Linked DNA regions of Mus musculus: region 1 is linked to region 2. A link is a contact called in public HiChIP or PLAC-seq data. All regions are on one chromosome and are shown on one strand. Each heading gives the region's core, a stretch centred on a gene start, on an enhancer-like site or on the middle of the called end of the contact. The rest is flanking DNA. Distances are from core to core; before and after follow the strand shown.

Evidence for each region. HiChIP or PLAC-seq counts read pairs in DNA pulled down with a chosen protein or histone mark.
Region 1: a contact with region 2 is called in an H3K27ac HiChIP or PLAC-seq map of heart atrium, with 5 times the contacts expected there. The contact joins two enhancer-like sites. A contact is called at or near these places in 2 of 15 datasets of contacts at CTCF or cohesin (both in the NIH/3T3 cell line), 4 of 484 Hi-C or Micro-C datasets (embryonic fibroblasts, mammary gland and nephron progenitors), 10 of 115 datasets of contacts at active chromatin or transcription factors (cardiomyocytes, embryonic fibroblasts, embryonic stem cells and 5 more) and 3 of 9 other capture datasets (embryonic tail, liver and pancreatic islet).

The regions. Positions count from the first base shown.
Region 1 is chr6:37,326,995-37,331,965 of GRCm38.p6, forward strand. It overlaps Creb3l2 (cAMP responsive element binding protein 3-like 2), which reads right to left. Exons shown (of 12, transcript NM_178661.4): 12 at 4,027-4,971. Among named protein-coding and RNA genes, the nearest start is that of Dgki, 30 kb to the left of the region's middle. Within about 2 kb of position 3,122, at least 50 of the 459 cell types and tissues checked have an H3K27ac peak or open chromatin away from gene starts, as enhancers often do. A contact at or near this core is called in heart atrium, where this site is marked.
Region 2 is chr6:37,062,206-37,066,698 of GRCm38.p6, forward strand. Dgki (diacylglycerol kinase, iota) reads right to left here. Exons shown (of 34, transcript NM_001081206.2): 8 at 1,692-1,808. Among named protein-coding and RNA genes, the nearest start is that of Gm52857, 160 kb to the left of the region's middle. Within about 2 kb of position 2,161, at least 21 of the 459 cell types and tissues checked have an H3K27ac peak or open chromatin away from gene starts, as enhancers often do. A contact at or near this core is called in heart atrium, where this site is marked.

The sequences.
Region 1 (4,971 bases), core at 1,872-4,371, 270 kb after region 2:
CAGAATGTAAAAATCATTGGCCTGAGCCTACTTTTGCAGTTTGGCTGGGTAATTAGGAAAAAAATGTCTACATACACACACACACACACACACACACACACACACAGACACCCCACACCTCCCCACACACCCCCATTCACATACCCCACACACATACATACACACACACACACACACACACACACACATCATACACACAAACGCACACAAAGGCAAATGCCTTTGAAACCAGGTTGTCAGGATTTAAAGACCAGGCAACATTTGACTAAGAAAAATATTTATTTGCAAGAAATGGAAATACAAATGCATTATAATTTCATTTTTCCCCAAACTAAGTACAAGTATACTACAAAGCTTTATTTTATTTTCTATTTTTTTTTTTTTTTGGTATTTAATTAGCTATGATGAAGAATAAGAAGCCATAAGACAGTGCAACAGATCAGTTCACAGACTTGCACTGCACTTGGATTTAAACAATGCTGACTTATCTAGAATCTTTCCAAAGAGAGCAAAATCAGTTGCCATCCTAGGCAAGGAGAGTTCACTGATGCCTGTGGCCCCTCCTGGGCTCTGCTCTGCACTGTGTAGGGAGGGTCACCCACAGGGTGCACTGAGTGTGGGTGTTCCCACAGACTCAGCATGGGCTTCATCTGTGCAGCCACGAGTGCACACCCCGCTGTTGAGCAAAAGACAGAAACAGAAGTGCAGCCTGACCCTGGGTTCCCTTCACCCAGACACAAGGCCTGTGAGCCATGCTCGAAAAAGACAGGATGAGACGGGCATTTCAGAGAGAGCCAAAGAGCTGAGTGCTGCACAGTCAGGCCGCTGCAGTGGGTAGCTCTGTTTCTGCCTAGAGAGGCAAAGACAATCTGTGAGTTCTCAGATAGGACTCCAGAAACTACCATACCTTCCGTGGCCTTTACTTCTCCTAACAATGAGTCACCCTTGCTTTGCATTTCAATCAGGTTCAAAGACTCAAAGCTTACTTACACAATACTCAACATCTTAGAAAAATCGGGAAGATTCCCTTCCTTTTAGAAACCAAGAGAAAATGCGGTCGTCCTGGATTTCAGGCTGTAACAAACAGCAGTTACTGTTTTTCTCCTCGTGCAGAAAGCTGACCTCTTGGCCCAGAGGCACGGAATATTAATTTTCAAATGGGCTAGTGCCTTTGCATCCAGAAAATGCCCCGTGGTAAGGATTTAGAATACCTTTAATCCTGCCTGGCCACATTTTTATGTGATTGCACCTCTATCTATAAAATGGGATTTTCCTAATGGATATAACCCCATTTCTTTTCCCCTGATGGGCAAATCTAATAGTGGCTCACTTTGAGGGAACCATCCCCAAGCCTACGGAGAAAGCCCCCACCCCCAACTTCAACCTAATACTAGCTAGTAATATATGACACCTTCCAGGGACAGGGGATCTCTGCCATCCTGGATTCAGATACAAGGCACATCAGAGGCATGAATAAGTACTTAGGAGAGAGAGAGAGAGAGAGAGAGAGAGAGAGAGAGAGAGAGAGAGTGGAAGGAAAGAGACCTAGCACTAGTACTTGAGTCCTCTGAATGACTACTAAGACTTGTTTTCCAAGTCCTTTTTTATTCTCCAAGATTTCCTCGGCCTTAGGAAACCTGTTCTTCCTTTGTAAAACCGAAAATGTCTAAGGAATGAATGAATGAATGAACCAGAATCTGTGTCTGGCTCCTTCCAGTGGCCTCCTTACTGCTCTCTCCACTCTCTCCTGTGACTGCCTTTGTGGGGTGGAAGCAGAATTTATCCTGGCGGCTCTGCTCTCTGCCTCTGCAGCAAGTGCTCTAATGAAGTGGTTCTCGCTAAGACCCCCGCCGTTAATGGCTCCACAGGTCCTGCCAGGCTGCAAGTGGGAGTGCTAAGCTCTAGTCCAGGTTTCTCAAACACTTGGCTCAGCGGAAACAAATTAGCAACTAAAAGCTTTTTCTCCCATTTCCACCCCTCGTGTTGGCAAGAATCAGGCAGATGTCCACTCCTCAGGTGGGGACAAGATGTCTCCATTTCTCCATGGGGGCTTGCGCACACACTTCACAAGGCTCAGAGGCACTTCTAATTCTGTTCTGCTTTTTCTGGGTCTGAGCACATGGGACGTGAGGGGACACGAAGTGCTGCAAAGAATTTTAACAAGACCTGTAGTGAAAAATGATGGACACAGATTCTGTACCAGCCGGAAGAAGAAAGCAGTCCGATATCCCTGTTGTATGTGGATAACAGTTGCAGGGGCTCTGGGGGCACCCAAGAGGAGCTGGTGCTTAAGACGGGGTGTCTATTAACCTGGTGTGTATAGTTTGTAAACAATGTGGCCCCAAATCTGTCTTCCCAAGGCATGGAATCATTTCTATGAACCGAATGGTTATCTAATTTTGCCTGCACTCATGTTAGATCCCACCCCCACCTCCTGCCAGGAAAGAGCAACTGAGTTCAGCTGTCAAGATTTTTATAGAACACTCTCTTTGCATGAGCTACACTGCAAAGTCCTGACACTTCAGAGGCTCTTCCTCAATGCTGGCGATGGTGATGGCAATGACACCTCCATTTACAGGACCCAAGTTGGGAGCTGTAAAGGGGGTGGGGGGAAGGGGCAACTGGGTTCCTCAGGTCTCATCTAGGGAAAAGAGGCCTTGTTCTCTACATCTTTGCAAGACATCTCCATCACTAAAGTGATTTTAAAAAGAGTAGTGGGGGTGCTGACCTGTTTACAAGGTAGAAAATATAACCAGCGGAATTTGTTCTGGCTTCTCTCTCTAAGTCTAGCAGTCTTTTTTCAAAACTTTTCAAAATTTCAGTCCAAGGTGTTGGGTCAACCACTATTTAAAACCTTCAGACATAACCATAAGGTATTGACTGGTTTGCAGGACAGCTCAGTCAGTGGGAAAAACCAATATCCTAGCCTTAAACTCTGAACAAAAAGTGCACACATCCACTAATTGCTCGCAATCCATCTTGTCTCATGCATCTCTGCTGGGTCCCTTGACTCTACTGAGCATCCCAGACGGCAAGCCAGCAGCAGTAAAGGGCAGAGGGTTTTCTCATAGAGTGGCAGTGTTGGTTGCCGAGAGCTCCTTTAAAGGGCTGTTTGAGTTCTCTGGCTTATGTCCCATGTCTCTTGTTACAGATTCTATTCTGGATGGCTAATTTCTCAGAGACAAAGGGCCCTGCTGTCTGGAGACAGTGACACCCAAAAGAGTAGGTAGAGAGGAAAATAAAGTCCTCTGAGAACTAAGGATGTGACTGGACACTTCCTTCTTCCTCCTCCTGCATGAATGGGGTCTCGACCTCAGCTCTCCAGGGACATCAAGAGACCAAGGTTCAGCTCAGCCAATGCACACATCAGTCTAAATCCCCATTTCAGCTCTCTATGGCAAACCCTTCCTCTCTCATCATGCAAACATTGCCTCACCCTAGGATTTTTCCTGCTTAGGCTCTTTTAGGCATTTCCTAAGTTTATGATGTATAAATATCTGGCACTGTAAAGAGCAGAATGGGCCAGGCCAAGGAAGATCAAGGGAAGAGAGAAGAGAGAAGAGAGAGAGAAGAGAGAGAAAAGGTCACTAGCCACCCTTTTTGTATAGCCCTGGCTATACACCACCCTGTAAGGGAGGGTGGCAGCCCCTTAAACAGGAGGGCTGCCAAGATCACAGTGGCCCTGAGCTTGGCCATCTGCCAGCTGGGAATCCACCACGGTAGGGAGGGAGGAGTGGGGGAAAGGAACATTCCCTAGGATGCCCTGAGCAGACCAAGTAAGGAGCTACTCATGGGGCATGACAGCAAACACTAATGACACCAAATCCTATGTGTGACATAGAAGGCAGGGCCATAATCCCCTTTATACAGGCTCTAATGATCTCAAAGATGATGAAGACAGAGAGGAGAGAGGGAGAGAGAGAGAGAGAGAGAGAGAGAGGAGAGAGAGAGTAAAACTACAGGCCTTTTAGCTGCTGCTAAAAATAAAATACAAAGTGTAAGCACATTTCTTACATAAAATCTTTTACAAGCTGGGGGTGGGGGTGGGGAAACACTTTAAACGAATCTTCTATCTTATACAATAAACGAGCAATTTCCATTTCTTATTTGTATGAAAGAGGAAAGGATTTTTTAAACTACAATTTTTACTTTTTAATCATAAAAAAAAAAAACAACAACAACAACAACAAAAAAAGAGTTTAGGGTTTAGTTATGTCTCTTTGGATGAGCTGCAAAGTATCCAAACCTGACTGTAAAAGGTACCACTGTGGGTGTACAAAAATGACCAACTCCAGCCCCAATTAGTTAAGGCAGGTGGATGGAGGGCAGAAGGGAAGGAGGAAGGTGAGGGAGTGGGGTAAGCAGGTAGGCAGGACAAGCTAGCAAGGGTGTCAGCAACGCTCATTATCCTGGACAGGGCTTTCCTTCTGTGTGGCAGGACCAGAGAGAGGAAGCCATGGAGCCTAGAGCCTGAGTCAGAAGACAGTATCCACCATTCCCATGTATTCATCCATCAGGGGACACATGCCTAAGTGGATTCCGCAACAGCGATGATGTTATAGGTCCCCAATTTTAAAGAAGAAAAGGGGGGAAACAAGGCATCAAGTACAAAGACTAGGGTCCTAGATTCCGGGGACTCTCCTGTTCCAAAGGCCAACAGAAGACTTTGCTGGTTGAAAGGGGAAATCTTTTCACTATGGCCAGCTGGGAGCTTGAGCAAGCTAATAAATACTATTTACAAATGGGGAGGGGAGGCCAGGGAGACAGAGCTATTGTCCTGTGGAGATGCAGGCTGTGTATGAGTGGGTGTGGGGGTGTCCTACAAACAACACAGTGGGCAGGAGAGCCTGGGAGAGAAGAGCCTGATGCCTTCAGGAATTGCACTTGCGGCCTGAAAATATGGTGGGAGCCCCATCTGCCTCTGCAGACATCCAATCAGGACTCCGGGGTACAGGGTGGAGAGAAGACTGC
Region 2 (4,493 bases), core at 911-3,410:
TATAATACATGTACATTACTCATTATACACTAAACTTCAAACTAAAAGACTAAATACAATCCTACCTTTGAAGAGACTACAGTGTCCCAACTCAGTCCTTTGAGTGTATGTTCCCTAGGGGAGACACTGATGTATCTAAAACATTATTTGTAGATTCTGGGAGAGGAAGGCAGACTTGCGTGAGGGGCTGGTCACTGCTCAGGCCTGATAATAGACAGATTCTTGATACATGCGATTTTATTCTGAAACAGTGGGCTTCTTCACAGGAAAGAAATGATAGAGTAAAACCAGTGTTTTCAAAGAAAAGCCCAGCCAAAGTGTGTAGGATAACAATCAAAGAAGATTACCCTGCCAAGGAGGGAGAGTGCTCTTAGCACAGTTCCATTACTAAAGATGGAAAGAAAAATCTCGTGTGGCCACTGCTGCTGAATTCCATAGCCATAAATTCAGGGGTTGCTCATAGCGCCCGAGTCTGTGATCAGACCATGATTGAGAGAATTATAAATTGTGGAATGCAGAGTCAGAAAAATGTCAGAAAATCCTATAGAGACATCGAGAAGAAGCTTAACGAAGAGAGGTGTGGTATGGCAGAGTAGAATGGCTGTCCAAATGGGAATCCTACTGTCTGTCTGTCATCTATCTGTCTATCCACCTCATATCTCTTTACATATGTGTGTGTGTACTTACATAGTCATATGCACATACCTATTTCATATTCTAATGTTCTTCTATCACATTACTCCAAAATATGAGGTCAAGAAGATATTCTTAATTGAGCAAGCATTTAATTAGCCATGATCCAGTGTAATGTCTAAGGATGACTAACATGAGATCTAGGTCCACAACGAGTATACTTCCCCAGAAAACGCCAACATTATATAAAATGTTGTTGTGGACTCTGGAATAGAAATTCAGTCATGTATATGCCCGTAATAAAGAATAGCCTCCTGTTATCCTACATGTTTACTCTGACACGTTTCATTCAGCACAAACCTAGCATGCTCTAACTTGGCTCGCCGGCCCAAGAATATAAGAGTACACAGCGTGCTATTTTGTCTTGCTTCCTACTCTTTCTACAGCTCTAAACCTCCACCCACCTTTTAAACAGAAAGATAATCCCTACATCCTCAGGAAGTTCCCCCAGACTAACAAAAGGAGATTGGCTTAAACAGGAAAGCCAGTAACCACCCAGAATGAGATTAGGGACTAAGATAGCAGATTCAATTTGTATTAAGAAAAAGACTGTGGCTCTCCAAGCAGGCTTGGATGTAATGGAGGTTATGACTCACAGCCTGCCCTTTATACTGGCAGACATCTTCACTAAACTGTGATGCTTGCAATCCTTGCTCTCTGTCGACTCCTCTCAGGCTTCGGAGAGAGCGTGTAAGCATCCAATATACGCTCACTGGTACTCACTAAGACGCCGGACGGCTGCCTTTATAGGGGATCATTGCACATGGATGAGGAGGACAGTGGGCTTTCATGAGAATGGGACTCTGGCTCCATGAGAGAGTCTAGTGAAGCCAGGTGATGGGCCCATGAGATGAGCCTGATAAGCTAAGCACCAGACCATGGGGATGGATGTGTAAAGGTCATAGGACGCCAAAGACTACTGAGGGAGAAGAGCAAATCTATCAGAGCCATTCAGTTCTCTCTGCACTGGGCCAGCAGCACCAGGATCCTGCAGTTACCTGAGGTTTCTTCACCTTAATGATCCAGGTGGGCGGGACAATAACAGCGGCGTGAGCCCCCAGGGAGCAGGGTTCCTCAATATGATGCAGCATGAAGCAGGTCACTTTATTGTGAAACTGAAGAGAGAAACAGGCTCATAAGCAATTCTGAATAAGAAGTAATTCACAGCAAGAAGGGATAAGTGTATACACACGTGCATGTGCACACACAAGCACGCACGCACGCACGCACACACACACAAAATCATACAGACGCACATCAAGAACACATACATCTCATCAGCATTTAACCAGCCCAGGAACATAGAGGGCAGAGTAATTCATTCCAGTGTAAACAAACCGGGTTAACAGGAGCCTAGAAGCCCACTACGGCATTCTAACTGTCTAACAGACGATTTACATAAAGAGGCTGAGCACTGGCGAGCTCTACTAATCTAACTACACACAACTGTGTCTGTTAGATAATGTAGAAAAGAAAATGAAGACAGATGGGAAGGCCATGCCCATCTCTTGCCTGTTTGTTTCTACCGCCGTTGTAAATCCTCCCAGTAATCTTTCCAGTTTAGGGAGCCAGGAAGGAAGCAAAACGTCTCTTCTGGAAAGCTGTTAATCTCAGTGGTAACAAAGCACAAAGAGTTGCTTCTACCAGGCTTATCTAAAACCCTTAAAAACACAGTGGTCCTGTGACACTCCACAGGCCCAAGGAGGAGCGTGTTCATTACAGGAAGGAAGGAAATATAAGCTAATAAGTCACCGCAGTACCCTAGGGTGAGGGCTTAACTCACGGTTCTGCTGGGAGGCTGGCATGTGACCTCAGTCTGGTCACATCTGCAGTCACCTCTTTTGACTCTGGGGTGACAGTCCTGTGGGGACATTTCATTTCTAATGGACATAAAATCAGCTTGTGCAATAATTAAAGAACTTAAGTTCTAATCATGGTGACTTTTTAATTTAAATTAGTTTTCAACTTGAATTACACTGATTGTAACCAATGCACAATTCATCATTTCTACTGGAGCTATTTAAGAGTGAGCAGGAACCACGAGTAATGGCAGTGTTGGGAGACAGACATCAATTAGGACTGTCTGGGGAAAATGGGCACACATAGCCAGTCTAATCTGATTCTGTGACATCACAAGGATTTTGTTTTCATTTCTGCATATTGTGAAGCTCTCCTATAATTCAGTAGTTAATTTATATCAATTAAGAAAAAATGCTGATGTAATAATTAATAATTCAACATACCACCCATTATTTGGAATTTGCAAACAAATTAAACCGGAGGAATGCCACACCACAAAAATATCATTTGAGTACCTTCTTTCAAAATTGATTACTTTTTAAAGCAATTAAAATTAAATCTCAATGCATACCCATTGCATTTCTACAGTGACAAGGGCTTCAAACATTGCCTAAGCAACTCTTTCAACTTATACTTGAGTGATCTACAAACTAGAGACTAAGAGGTACTCTCAGGACTATATTTTTTAAATGTTGGAGTCAAGACATATACACAGAGAACCCAGCTCCTTAACCCCAAGATCTTCCTCCTGCAACTTAGAGGGTCAGTTATTTGTTTCTTTCTGTATTTGACATCAAATTTCCTAGAAGGAATTACTTGCACTACTAAAATATATCAATACCATAATTTGTGCACACATATTTTGCATATTTGACCTTGCAAAATCAATTTCCACACTTTCTGGCATATTAAAATTATGTGAAAATGGCCAAAATTATACCCATAATGGTCAAGAGAAAAGTCACTGTCTGTAGTGACTCAGATGGCAGATAATGAAGAGGACACAGGTGTTCACCTTACAGTGCTCCAAATTATCAGACCCTGAACAAGACACGTCATCCCAAGGTCACAGGAGCCTATCCGAACAGATGAGATGCTGTCCCAGCAGCAGCCTCTCACCAGTTCAGTAGACCCAGCAGCATGAGCAGCACAGAGACTGGTTGACACCTAATCCCAGAAGGAGACGCTGTCCCTAGGACGTGGAGTTTCACTAGAAGCACAGAGGTTACATGTGTGACAACTGGGAAGAAATGGAAATAACAAGAAAAGCAAAATGTGGTGAGATGGTGGCAGGGAACTGTCCAGACCAGTGAGGCTGTTCCTATAACCGGAGGCTCTTGACAAATGAAGGCCCTAGGGAAACTGTTAGGTTGAATCTTATACTGCGAAGACTCTGACCCACTAAAAACATCAACTACGATTCATTCAAACTACACTTGTTCCAGCCCTGTGGCTAGTTTGAGGAGTTGTATCTGCTTTGTGGAGACCTGTAAACCCTTAACCTAGCTAACACAACACAATCTTTCTTCTCAGGTTTCCTTCACCACAAAGGTGCTATGCTTCTATCGACACAGACACTCCAAAAGGCAGATGGGAGGCTGATAGGCCAGTGTGAGCAGATCATCCTGGCATTCGGGTGGCTGAAGCAGGAGGGTCACAAAAGGATAGCATAATTCTATATCATTAAGATTCTATTTTAAAACAAAGACTAGAGGAGGGGTTCACAAACTGTTTCTGTAAAGGCCTGGGTGTGTTGCCAATGCTGAAGTCATCTCTGAGGTATTAACAGTTTCAGAGAATTCATAAATGATAGGGTATGGCTATGTTGAGGTTATTATGTATAGAACTAGGCACCAGCCCCGCTTGGCCCTGGTTGCTATAGTTTGCCAACTGGGTTGGAGTGAAATGAAAAGCAGGCATGGAGGCGAGAAACTAATAAAGCCCAGCATCTGTTTCGGATAAAGGGGCCAAGCAGGTACTTTTCAGAGTAGATAAGATGG